2 separate regions of the Oryctolagus cuniculus genome follow, and region 2 is linked to region 1. A link is a contact called in public Hi-C data. All regions are on one chromosome and are shown on one strand. The core of a region is the stretch at or near the end of the contact, and the rest is flanking DNA. Distances in the headings are between cores, read along the strand shown. Region 1 holds the start of SLC7A1 (solute carrier family 7 member 1). Region 2 overlaps SLC7A1 (solute carrier family 7 member 1).

Evidence for each region. Hi-C and Micro-C count contacts between places; a contact is called where the count stands out from the background.
Region 2: a contact with region 1 is called in a Hi-C map of an unstated tissue, with 1.8 times the contacts expected there. The contact joins the enhancer-like site here to the promoter of SLC7A1 in region 1. A contact is called at or near these places in 2 of 6 Hi-C or Micro-C datasets (ear pinna and an unstated tissue).

What each region holds. Positions count from the first base shown.
Region 1 is chr9:84,973,988-84,980,422 of mOryCun1.1, reverse strand. It overlaps SLC7A1 (solute carrier family 7 member 1), which reads right to left and starts at 1,999. Exons shown (of 13, transcript XM_070049065.1): 1 at 1,861-1,999.
Region 2 is chr9:85,059,091-85,065,133 of mOryCun1.1, reverse strand. It overlaps SLC7A1 (solute carrier family 7 member 1), which reads right to left. Exons shown (of 13, transcript XM_070049065.1): 10 at 5,652-5,869; 11 at 5,257-5,423; 12 at 4,707-4,815; 13 at 1-3,753. The coding sequence ends at 3,650. Among named protein-coding and RNA genes, the nearest start is that of SLC7A1, 84 kb to the right of the region's middle. Within about 2 kb of position 2,738, at least 1 of the 8 cell types and tissues checked has an H3K27ac peak or open chromatin away from gene starts, as enhancers often do.

The DNA of each region.
Region 1 (6,435 bases), core at 750-3,249:
AACAAGTTTCTTTCCCTAACAAGAATGCATTGAGTCATGTCTCAAATTCCTCCTTTTAGGGTTAACAAGCAGCATCTCTAAATACACTGTCAATCAACAGAAAGCATTCATATAAGACATAACGCTGGGACCCCCGACTTAATGACCTAGTTCTGCTGGATTCAGGAAAGAGAAGTTACAGACCTGAACAATCAATAAGCATTTACTTGCTTCCTTCAGAGAATGAAATTTTGTACCAAACAGAATTAAACCTGTGTCTCAACTCAAACTCCCTGAGGTCAACAATCTTGCCTTTCAAGCCTTTTTTCCCCCTCCAGCAAATGGTCATATGCCTAAACAGAAGCCACGTGGCTCCGACTCAGGCAGCTGAGACCACCCCCTCTCCCTACTTACTGAGCCTTTTCCCGTTCGTTTACTCAAAGTTCCTTTGACATCCTTTGAATGTTAGTCAACAAGGAAGCTTTAAGAACGATTTTCTTCACTGTGGATCTTTCCAGTAAGTTTCTCTTCTTACTGGGGCTCAAGACAAGACCTTTTTTTTTTCCTGCCAGAAAGGCGGGTTCGCATAAGAATCGTGGTAATTTCCACTGAGAACAACTGAAAATACCAGGGCGAATACGTGCACCACAGTTTCCTATTATCTGACTGAAACATAAACGTTGAGATAAATCCCTAATAAATTATAACCCGAATTCAACATAGTGACGGCTCCCGGCTGCAGGCTGTCAGACACAGTCCCACCAGCCAGCTTTTAAGGGGCACATTCTGAAGGGGGTGGCGGGGGTACCCACCAGGGACGAAGATCGCAACCCCCCACCCCTACCCCACGCCCGAGACTCGGGTCTGGAACACAAGCCAGCACGTGACAGCACGGCCGTGGGTGTTGGGAAGTGTAGTCTGGTTCACATGTCTGGCTCGCCTACCCGCTCAAGACGCACGCAACTCCGATCTGGCTCCCACGCCTCCCCCCTACCCGGGGAACAGCGCGGCGAGCCGGCCAGCGGCGCGCGCGGGACGGCCGCCTTGACCTGCCCGTGCCCAGGAAGTTTTCTACTACGCAGAGAGGAACACGCGGAGAATAGGTTGTCCTAACGAAGCCGGAAGAACTTCCTCCTCCTGCGAACCATCTGGACGGCTTGGCCAGCCCAGAGTTTTAGGGCCAAGCCGGGTCACCAGGAAGCCCACCCAAAGGAGGACGTCCCCAAGAAACCCCTGGGGACCCAGACTACGGGTGCAGGCGGGCATTCTGGGGGTCTCATGGAATGGGCAGGCGCGCACCGCGACCACCGAGCAGGGCTGCCCAGCGCCGTTTCCCAGGCTAGCCAACGTACCTGCCGCGGGACCACCCTCCCGGGGCGCGGGCGGGGTCCCCGCGGCGGCCGATGACACATCCTCGGACCTCGTGGCGGGGCGGGGTGCTCCGCAACGCGCCATGTAAGGGAAGCTCTCCCGCGCTGCCAGCGGGCTCCGGACGCCTCCTGGACCAGCCCCCGTGCCCACCGCCGGCCCCTTGCCCACCCGGACCACCAGGTGCGTGGCCGGCGCGCGGGGTGGGCATCGCCGGCGCGCCCACGCTGACTCGGGCGGTGTTGCATCATACACCACGCCGTGCCTTTAGGGAACCGAAATGGACTCCGTGGAAGCCACGGCCGCATGGGCACCGCCCCGCGCGCACACCCCCGGGCCCGCCCTGCCCTCGCCCTCCCCGGAGGATGCCAGCGGCGCCCCGGAGCGGGGCTCTCGCCACTCCCGTGCCGCCGCCTGCCCGAGGCCCCACGCGGCCCCGCGGCCCCCTCCAACCCCCGCCAAGGTGACCCAGGTTGTGGAGCTGCCCCGGTGCCAGCGGGAGCGGGCACTCACCAAGCGGGCGGTGGGATGCGGGCAGGACAGCGGGCCGAAGGACGCACGCACGCTTGCACGCACCGACCCGGGGACCCTCGGCCGGAGAGGCGGTGCGGAGGCGCGGGAGCGACGTGGAGCTGCGGTGAGCGCGTGCCTGCCGGCCGCGTGCCGCGCCGCCCGGCTGCTGACTGGCCGCTCGCACCTGCCCGCGCTGACTGAATGGGGCGCCGAGGGCGGGCGGGATCCGGCGCCGGTTTCATCAGCCGCTCTCGCCGCCCGCCCCCCAGCCCGCCCGGCGGCCCTGCCCGTGCCTCGCGTCACAGCCGGGCACCAATGGCAGCGCGGCGCGGCGGCGGCCGCTGGCCCTGAGGCGGCGGCAGAGGCGGGCGCGCCCGTGTGGGCGGGGCGGCGGCGTCTTCGCGCGCGCTGCGGCGGGGACCCGGGGTTCCCCCGGCCGGCAGGCGGGCGGCGCCTCCGGACGCTCCCGCGGCTGCCTTGCGGGCCTGGCCGCCTGTCCGCCAATCGGAGCCCGCGGCGCGACAGCATCCTTGGGTTCCCTGCGGGCCCCGCCGCGCGCGGGCCGGGACTCAGGGCAGCAGGCCGGGCCGCGCCAGCCCTGGCTTAGCGAGCTGCAGTCAGCAGACGCCGCTGGTCTTCCTTATCCGAAATAAAAAGATCTGGGATGCACTATGAGGGTTTTAGAAAGTTAGTTACTGGGGCCGGCGCTGTGATGTAGCGGGTGAAGCCCCTGCCTGTGGTGCTGGCATCCCATATGGACGCGGGTTCGAGTCCCGGCTTCCCATCCAGCTCTCTGCTATGGCCTGGGAAAGCAGCAGATGGCCCAAGCGCTTGAGCCCCTGCACCCATGTGCAAGACCCAGAAGAAGCTCCTGGTTCCTGGCTTCAGCCTGGCTCAGTCCTAGCAGTTGTGGCCATTTGGGGAGTGAACCAGCGGATGGAAGCTTTATCTATCTATGTCTGTATGTCTGTCTGTCTCTCTTTCAAATAAGTATTTTTAAAAAATTTTTTTGAAGTTACTATAGATTTTCATTTCTCTCTCATGGTATTATTTTATTATCGTCCCCTTGCCCATGCTAGAACCTTATCTCCCTGCTGTCGGTGAAGGCCTAATCCACCTGTTGCCAGGCACCTGCACAGCAGGCTGGTGGGCTAATGGCCTCAGCTGCCTTCCCAGTCACTCTCCCAGTGTTGCCAAGAGCGGTGGTCCTGAATCCCACAGTGTTGGTGCCATGAGCTCCCGTGCAGTTGTCTGTCTTTGCTCCAGAAACCAAGAAACACAACCTGTGAAGATCCAGTAATCTGTGACATTGAGTAAGTGGTAGATGACCACCGCGCTCCCCCATATTTCTAAGGAAACAGAAAGGACAAGGGCGGATGGTATCTGCCTGCTTTAAAGCCTTTCCACACCTCCCACCCGCCCCAGCCACCACCAGCACCACCAAGCCCTTGCTCAGTAATGGGGCTCCTGGGTCAGCAGCTGGCTGTTTTCTGCCCTTGAAACTAGCCTAGCAGTTTATGAAGTAGGGAACTGCAGGGCACTGGCTTCACAAAAAGTGTTAGTGAGCACCTAGGAATGCATCTGCATCTGCAAAGGCCAGCGTTTGGCTCCATAATAAGCCACCCCACACCCTTTGTTTTATAATTGTCACAGGTGGCCAGCGCCAGGGCTCACTAGGTTAATCCTCTGCCTGCGGTGCCGGCACACAGGGTTCTAGTCCCAGTCGGGGCGCCGGATTCTGTCCCGGTTGCCCCTCTTCCAAGCCAGCTCTCTGCTATGGCCCGGGAGTGCAGTGGAGGATGGCCCAAGTCCTTGGGCCCTGCACCCGCATGGGAGACCAGGAGAAGCACTTGGCTCCTGGCTTCCGATAAGCGCGATGCTATGGCCGCAGTGCGCCGGCTGCAGCGGCCATTGGAGGGTGAACCAACGGCAAAGGAAGACCTTTCTCTCTGTCTCTCTCTCTCACTGTCCACTCTGCCTGTCAAAAAAATAAATTTAAAAAAAATTGTCACAGGTGATGTGTTGCCCTCAGATCACAGAAGGAGGTGTCTGGCATCCAGGGGCCTCCTCCACCTGCCAACACCACAGTCTAAAGGCTCCTGGCTCTGGCCTGGAGTCAAGTCTACCTGCTTTGCCTTTAGCCCCAGGTGGGGATTTGAAGGCGAACTCCGCTACTTCATTTGCTGTGGGATCTTCTGCAAACTATTTTAGCTCTGTTTTGCTTATAAATCTTATATTTCCCAGAAATCACCCATTTTCTCTTCTTTATGGGCGATACAGAGAGGGAGAATGTAGCAGTTGTGTGGATGTCATATTCCTAGGTACATAGTTATACAGATGGCTTCACTGAATTATACCATGAACTTGACAGTACACCCTTCTTTCCCCACCCCATGATTGTTGCCACTGATTCTGTGATCCTCATATGCTTGTATTAATAGAAAGCAAACCTTAGGTTTGATTAAATAAAAATTACAAGGGGTCATTGTTTCAGACTAAGCTCCTGCACGGGACCTCAACAGACCAGGCTCAAAATCAAAATGGAGTCACCTGTGTCAAAGTGCCGCATCCCGCAGGAGGAAACCGGGCTGTGTACAGCACCTGAGAATGCAGAGTCCAGAGCGGCCCCATTCCCCAGCAGCTTCTGTCAGGATCCTCACACAAACAAGGCAAACTCAAGTGACCTGATGTTCACTCACTGGTTATTTTTCCATTGTTCTACCTCCCTGTTCCTGCCTGAGAAGGAAAGTAACTTTAAAACGGCCCACCCAGGGGCAGGTGTTGGGGGGCAGTGAGCTAAGTCAATGCCTGTGACCCCAGCATCCCTTATGAGCGCCGGGTTCGAGTCCCAGCTGCTCCACCTCCCATCCAGCTCCCTGCTAAGGTGCCTGCAGAAGCAGCAGGAAGTGGCCCAAGCGTTTGGGCCTCTGTACCCATGTGGAGTCCCAGATAGAGGCTCCTGGCTTTAGCCTGGTCCCACCCTAGCTATTGTGGCCATTTGGAGAGTGAACCAGCAGATGGAAGATCTGTCTCTCCCTCTCTAGATGGTAACTCTGCCTTTCAAATAAATAAATTTTTTTTAATGACCAATTCACCTTTCATCTTATTTTTACCTTTTCCAATCACTTTCTGTCATAAAACCATGGACAGTTTTATTTCCAGCAGTGGAAATAGGAGTTAGAGCATCGTAGAGATGCTCTGCTCGGGCAATGCAGAGAACCAACCCAGAGTGCCTTGTGCAATGAGAGTGTTCTGTAACACCACGCAGTTCAGCAGGCCTTCAGAAAGATAACAGGAGAGGCTCAGTGACTTCAGCCACATGCAAGTGACCTGGAAGTATAAAGGATCAGTGTGAACCAGAGGAAAAGTTGCTGTACCCAAGGTCTCAGAAAAAACAAACAAACAAACAAACACAAACACAAACCCAGAGGGTGCTGATGCTGATGAAACGGGCACAGTGCTTTCAGAAAAGCTTTCGGGTGTGATGTTGTGGCACGGTGTGTTAACTCAGCCTCCTGTGACTTCTGACATCTCATGTCAGAGCACCAGTTCAAGTCCCGGCTGCTCCGCTTCTGACCCAACTTCCTGCTAATGCACCTGGGAAGGGAGCAGATGATGGCCCAAGTATGTGGGTCCCTGTCACCCTCACGGGAGACCTGGATGGAGTTCTTGGCTCCTGGCTATGGCCCACTCCAGCCTTAGGTGTTGTGGCCATCTGGGGAGGGAACAGCAGATACAAGATTTCTCTCATCTTTCTCTCTCTCCCGCTTTCTCTCTGTCACTCTGCCTTTCGAATAAATAAATCTTGAAAAAAAGAGAAAGAAGGAAAGAAAGGAATAAAGGAAGGAAAGAAAATAGAAAAGCTAAGCTAAGCTAAGCTAAGCTTTGGGCAGGTCAGAATTCACATTAGAGACCCAGAGAAACCGTGGGAGACAGGGTGCCTAGATCCTAACCAAGGAGCTGTTGAGTCAGATTCCAAGACAATTAAAGAAAGGAGATATGGGATTTAAGCACTAGAGGGCGCCATTCAGGGTTCGAGTACAGAGACCAACTCCCTGCATCACAGCACTAGGCAGGACCCTGTTCAGACAATGGCCAGAATTCGAGTTAGACAGTTATGGACTTCCTGCCAGCTGCTGGCCTGGGGAGAGGTTGTCCACTATAAGCCTCAATGATTTCATCTTTAAAATAAGAATTTTACCAACTGTTGGGCAGGCACAAACTTCATGATAAGTATGAAAAATATATGGAAAAATGAACAGTACAGACAGCCCAGAAGTAGATACAAATGAGTAGCGAGAGAAAGGTGCAAAGGCCGAGAGAGCCGTGGAAGAGGGGTCTCAGCAAAGGGCGCAAGCCGCAGGCAGAAAATGAGTCTGGGCGCTCAAAACTTAACCCAGAATGAACCAAAGGCCTTAGCGAAGCTGTGAAACTCTCAGAGGACATCACAGGAGAAAATGTAGGTGACCTTGGGTTTGGTGACCACTGTTTAGATTCAACACCTAAGGCACAATCCATGAAAGAAAAAATTGGTAAAGTCAGACTTTGTTAAAAACCTGTTCTGTAAAATGATAA
Region 2 (6,043 bases), core at 1,489-3,988, 84 kb before region 1:
AACCCACCCTCTTCAGCAGCACGACCCCCTGTGCCCCTAAAACCCAGTGAAGCCAAAAGGCACAACTTAAGCAGGAAATGTATCTTAAATATATATTACAACGTCTCCAAAGGGAAAATAAGTCCCAAACTTAAAAGTCTGTGATGGAGAAAACAGGAAATCAGAGATCTCAATAAATTAACAGAGTCCCAGTGTCCTCCTGGCCTGTTTCCTGTCCCTGCTGCACACACTCATACCCTGAGAAAATCCGCCCGGCCCAGGTCTCTGCAGCTCTGCCCGCTCACGGGGTGACCCAGGCCTGTGCCCTGAGACCCTTTGGCAGAGCCAGGGCCCTCTGGAGACAACACACCATGCCTCCAAGAAGCAGCAGGCACAGAAAGGCTGCAGATTCCAGAGAGGAACTCGAAAAGCAGTTGACACTGTTTTTTGGCCTTACAAAAGCCTTTAGGCATCGTAACCTCGCTGATGTGTGGAGGGTACTATCTTGCACTACCTGATCAGTTAAGTGTGTCGCTACTCGTTCCCTCCAACATGTCCACAGAAGTCTGACAAAACGCTTATGTCGCTCTTGCTGCGGGGAGGGAGGGGAGAACGTGTGATGCTCTTATGACCACAGCACACAGATGCCGTCTGAATGACGTGCAGCAACACAAACATGGCACGAACTCAGTGACAATTCCATGCACATAAGTCACACCCCGTCTCCCCAAAAATTCCCTCCTCCAGAAGCTCGGCAGCCCCCGGGAGTGTGCACCTGGTGACAGCTCTCCATCCAGCCCAGGGCACAGTCAGAGTCCACCCCTAGTGCTCGTGGTGTCGAGGGGGTGCATGTGTGCAGATGCACCCGGGCACCTGGGGTGGGGGCAGGGCCTCCAGGCCTGGGCGTGGCCATCCTTGTCCCAGGAACCCAGCCAGCAATGCAGTACTCCCGGCTCCGCCTCCAAGCTCCACCTGCCTGGCCTTGGGTGGGCCCGCCAACACCAGCTGGTGGCAGACATAGGGAGAATGGCATGTATGACCCGAGTTCCATCTGCCTGCCCCAGCGCCAGGCCGGACGTGCAGGTGGGGAGCGTGGCACAGGACGGGAGGACCCCCGCGCCGCAGGTGCCGTCTGGTGCCTCCTGGTGCTGTGCCGGGGGCCGCCCCGTCAGCAGTCAGCATGCGGGACCGCATGGATGATCGCCGGATGGAAGGCAGAGGCTTGGTGGAAAGGGTTTGCTGTCGCACAAAACACAAGCTCAAAGCGGGTGATGATCCGAGCCACGCGGCAGGCTGTCTGTCCCTCTCCCTCCTACAGAGGCCCCACGCCCACCCCGCCTCTGCGGGGCTCCCCTGCTCTGGGGCAGAGGTCCTGGGGTCCTTAGCGAATAGGGGTCACGGATGCACACAGACGGTGGGGGCGAGACGGGAGGGCCCCTTATTCATGGCACATGGGTCTTTCCAGGGTGGGTGGGCTTGCGGCTGATGCAGATTGTAAATTTCCCCTGCAAGATAATCCTGGGCTGGCTGTGAACCCAGGATGATTCTCACGGGCACAGAGACGTTAGGAGACGCCAAGCCGGGCGCGTCAGTTCCCATCCAGCTCCCTGCTCATACACCTGGGACAAGCAGCAGAAGGTGGCCCAAGCGTCCGAGCCCCTGCACCCACGTGAGAGACCCAAAAGAAGCTCCTGGATTTGGCCTGGCCCAGCCCAGGCCTTTGCAGCCCTCGGGGAGTGAACCAGCTCTCTCTCTCTCTCTTTCTCTGTAGCTCTTCCAAATAAAATAAATCTTTAATAATAATAATAATAATAATAAACAGAGCCGCAAAATGATGGGTCCCTTTTTTGTGCCCGTGTGTGTATTCATTGCAGGGGAAGGCACCTGGGATGTTAAGAGAAAGCCAACTACAATGCAGGGGTTCACCCAGACACCACTGCTTCCGGCCCTGTCCCCGTGTACGGGGCGCTCCCAACAACGGTACAGAAACGGGCGGCCACAGGGCAACACCTGGGCCGGTCCCACAGTGTCCCAGACAATCAGGAGGGCGGACCCACGCAGCGCGCCTTCCCTCAGTGCAATGCGACACGTGGCTGACCGCAGTCTCATCTGCAAGGTGCTATCCTCTGTGGACATCTCAGGCAGAAAGAAAAAAAGAAAAAAAAAGTTTTCCCTCCCCTCCCCCAGCTGTCCTTGGACACCCTCTTTCCCTCAAGTTCTCTTTGCCTATGTAGAAAAATAACAGCCACAAAAAAAAAAGAAGAAAAAAAAAACAGGTATTAGGTCCTAAGAAGACAACAGACAACCAAAACCCCAATAAAATAAGTTAATGTTTATCAAAATATTTTACAGCACCAAATCTACATAAATTTAAATATCTTTCTTTGGAAACCCAAGCTCTGAGCTTCGTGCCACTCCCTCTGGGACATTCAGAGATGCTCAGAGGGCAGCTTCCAGGAGGCGGCAGCGCCTGCCACGGGCTGGGCCCTGGGAGAGCCGGCCCTCGGGCTGTGGCCCTCATTCTCGGAGTGCTCTCCGAGAACCCTCTGGGACACGCGGAGAGACAAGTGCAGTCAACGTGTAGGGCTTTTCCGAGTGGGAGGACAGCCAGGGAAGGAGCGGGAAACAGCTTCGCAAGCAGCTCTGGTGCTTCCCGCGGCAGCGGAGAGGGCACCAGAGAGGTCACCCGGGGCCCGCTCCCCAAGGAGCGTGCAACCAGGGCTGCCGCCGGGGGCTGAGCGGGAGGGGCACAGCGTGCCGGCGCGGACACCTGGGTCCCGGCGGGGCCTCGGGCAGGCTCAAGCACTTGAAGCGGGCGGGAGTGTGGCCGGCCAGGCGGGCGGTCGCGATCCAGTTTTCTGAGCCAAGCCCCAAGGGAACCTGACGCAGGGACTCGCAGCTGCCAGGACTGAATCCCGTGGCGCACACGCAGGGGCTCGCAGCCCACGGCTGGGGTCACCAGGTCACTGAGCTGCCTCCTGCTCAGGGAACCTTAGGCACCCCAGGAGATTCGGTGACTGGGACAGTCCCCTGGAGACTTCTACACGCCGCCACCCCAAGGCCAACGCTGCGCCCCTCGTCGCCCGTTCCAGAGGCTCAGCACGCATGGCCAGCGGCGATCGAGGCCAGCAGCCGCGAGCCCCGCCGGGGCTGGGGCAGCGTCTGGCGTGCGCACTGCGTAGGCGCCCCCAGCCCCACTCTCCCCGCCGCTGGAGGCCCTGCATCCTTTGCAAATCAGACCCCTGACTGCAATCCCAGGGGCCGCCCACCGAGGGCGTCCGGCTCGGAGGGGCCGGGCTGGGAGCAGCAGCCGGGGCCGTGGGCCTGTGGCCGGCCGCGGGGTGCGCAGTTCACAGGCCAGCGTGGTCCCGGGGAGGGTGGCCCGCGGTCCCGAGCTGAGGAGAGAAGCTGGCCGCCGCGGCCCGGGACAGAGCTGGCGACAGAAGCGCTGTTTGCTTGCTTTGGAGCGGGGGTGAGGAGACATGGCGGCCACCCCCCTGCCAAGGAGTTGCTGGAGGTGACCGGCCTCAACCGCCGTGGCCGAGGCTGCAGTTCAAGTAATTGCCCGCTTGGGGGCGCCGGGGATGTGGGTGGGTCCCGCGGCCCCGCTGGGGAGGGCAGGGGGCGTGGCGGCCCTCAGGGGGTGGCCCTCAGCGGGCGGGGCTGCGCGTCACTTGCACTGGTCCAAATTGCCCTCAGGAGTCCTTGCCTGGCCGGCGGCCAGGGACGCCTCCTCGCTGTGCCACAGCCCGTAGCCGAAGTAGATGATGAAGCCTGCGGGCCGAGAGCAGAGGGATGAGGGTGAGCGCAGGGCGCGCGGTCCCTACCCCTGACTTCCCGCCTCTGGACAATCAACAGCTGCCTCATCCTGCCTCGGGCACGGGCTCCCGGCTGGCCTCACTGCAGTGTGCCCTGGGCACACATGGCAGCTAGCCCTCCTCCCCATCTCTCCCTTCCCAGGACCTGAGGCCCTCCCACTTAGCCCTGGGTCATCTCCTGGAGGCCTAAGACCACCTAGCAGTCACCCTGTATGCCCCCCATGAACCACGGGAGACCAAGAAGGCTAAAAGGGCACAAAGGTCAAGGCCCACCCCCTGGCACCTGCACCAGCACTTAAGACACAGGGAAAGGAAGAACCTGACCACGCCCCCTGCCGAGGGCCAGAGGCCCAGAGGTGGGGCACAGTCAGCCGGCCGCAGACCAGGCTGCACCACCCAAGAGGACCAGAGCCCCCCACAGCCTCTGTCCAGCAGCACCTCCCCCACGCCCACTGTCAGCAAAGGAGCCGTGGGCAGCCCGGGACAAGGACACCCGCCAGGCCCACAGCCCACAAGGACCAGGCACTGGCTGGGCCGGGAGGAGCCACAGCCCAGACTTCCCCAGCTGGGATGGAGCTACCCAGTGCCTTGCCCACCGCAGACTCACGGCCTTGCTCTGATGAATGCCAGGCTCTGGCCTGAGGAGAGAACTACAGTTTGGACAAAGGGCTATGAAGACGACAAGTGTGTAAATGGGAGGGAGGGCTCACTGCCTACCATGAGTTCCATTTTTTCAGAGGAAAACGCTGACTACTACATGGCTTCTTAGGAAATCTGAAACACGGGGGACTTGACATCAACCCTCGGCCCTGTAGCAGGAAGACAGATGAACAACCCACACAGCCTTGGGGGGGGGGGGGCACAAGAGCAGCCGAGGATACTGGCTGTGCTGGTCGCAGGGACACCCACCTATCAGCATCCACACGGCGAAGCGGACCCAGGTGCCCTGATCCAGCTGCATCATGAGATAGACGTTCACGAAGATGCTCAGGACAGGCAGCAGCGGCACGAAGGGCACCTGCAGAGACATTGGGGAGCGTCAGACCCCGCCCCCACCCCACCCCAGCAGACACCGCCCCTCCCCCACCTCCAGCCAGGAGCAAATCTGAAGTGGTGGAGATTGGGTTTCATGCTACTCCTTGCCAAAGTGAGCCCTCCTCTAGTTTTGCTCTCTTGCTAGTTAAAGAAGGGACTAGAAGGGCAACTTCCACTTTATTTCTAAGGTTGGATTATTGTATTACTTATCTAAAAATGCAAAAACAAAAAAACAAACCCCAAAGCTGCAGTCTCCTCTGCGATCCACCCTACCAGATGGCCCCGTGGACAGGCGTGCCCGCCACACTTTCCAAAGCTGGCTGGCAAGCACCTCCCTCAGAACACCCAAGTTCCCCAGCAGGAAGACCCGAGTCCTCGGCCCACCCCGGGGTCTCCCCCAGGCCCAGGAGGCCAAGCCGCTCACCTTAAACGACAGCTTCGTCTTGCTCTCAGGCTGCCTCCAGATGATGGCTGTGACCAGCGTGCACAGCACGGCAGAGCCTGAGAGCACAAAGATGGCCCACAGCGACCCTTGGGCCAGGGCCTGCTTGCCGAGCACGGCCACAATGCACACGGTGATGATGAGAACAGCTAAGAGGGAGGAGAGACAGACAGATGTGATTCAACCATGTCCCAAGTCCTCACGGGTATTCCCAGTTCTGTCCTAAAATGTGTCAAGAGCAGGGCTCCACTTCTGTGACGTCAGCTACAATCAGGACAGAACGACTGGCACCACAGACCAGCAGTGAGACAGACACTGACTGCTGCCCCCACGTACCCTATGCCCCAAGTCCCATACACGGGAGGGCATGCTCTTACCTATGAGGCTGGCTGACACATTCACGATTAGCCCGGAGAATTTGGAAGGCTCCATGGTTTTGGGTGAGAACACAGCTTTCAAAGAGAATTTCTCTGATTCTGGCAGAAAGCCTGTCTGGGAGTCACTGGTGCTCACCAGTTCATTCTGGTCCACTTGATCTAGCTCATCGGTCGTCCTGGCCATCTGGTACACCAGATTAGGCTGCTCTGGCTGATACCTGCGGAGAAATGTATGGAGCGTGAGCACTGTCACCAGCTCTAATTAAGCAAAGGGACATGTACCAACTCAAGTTCTTAATAAGTCTTCAAGGGCTGAGCTGCCTAGCACACAGGCACTAGATGGAAAGGAGCGATCAGAATGGTGCAGTGTGGGTACAGAACAGCAGAGACCT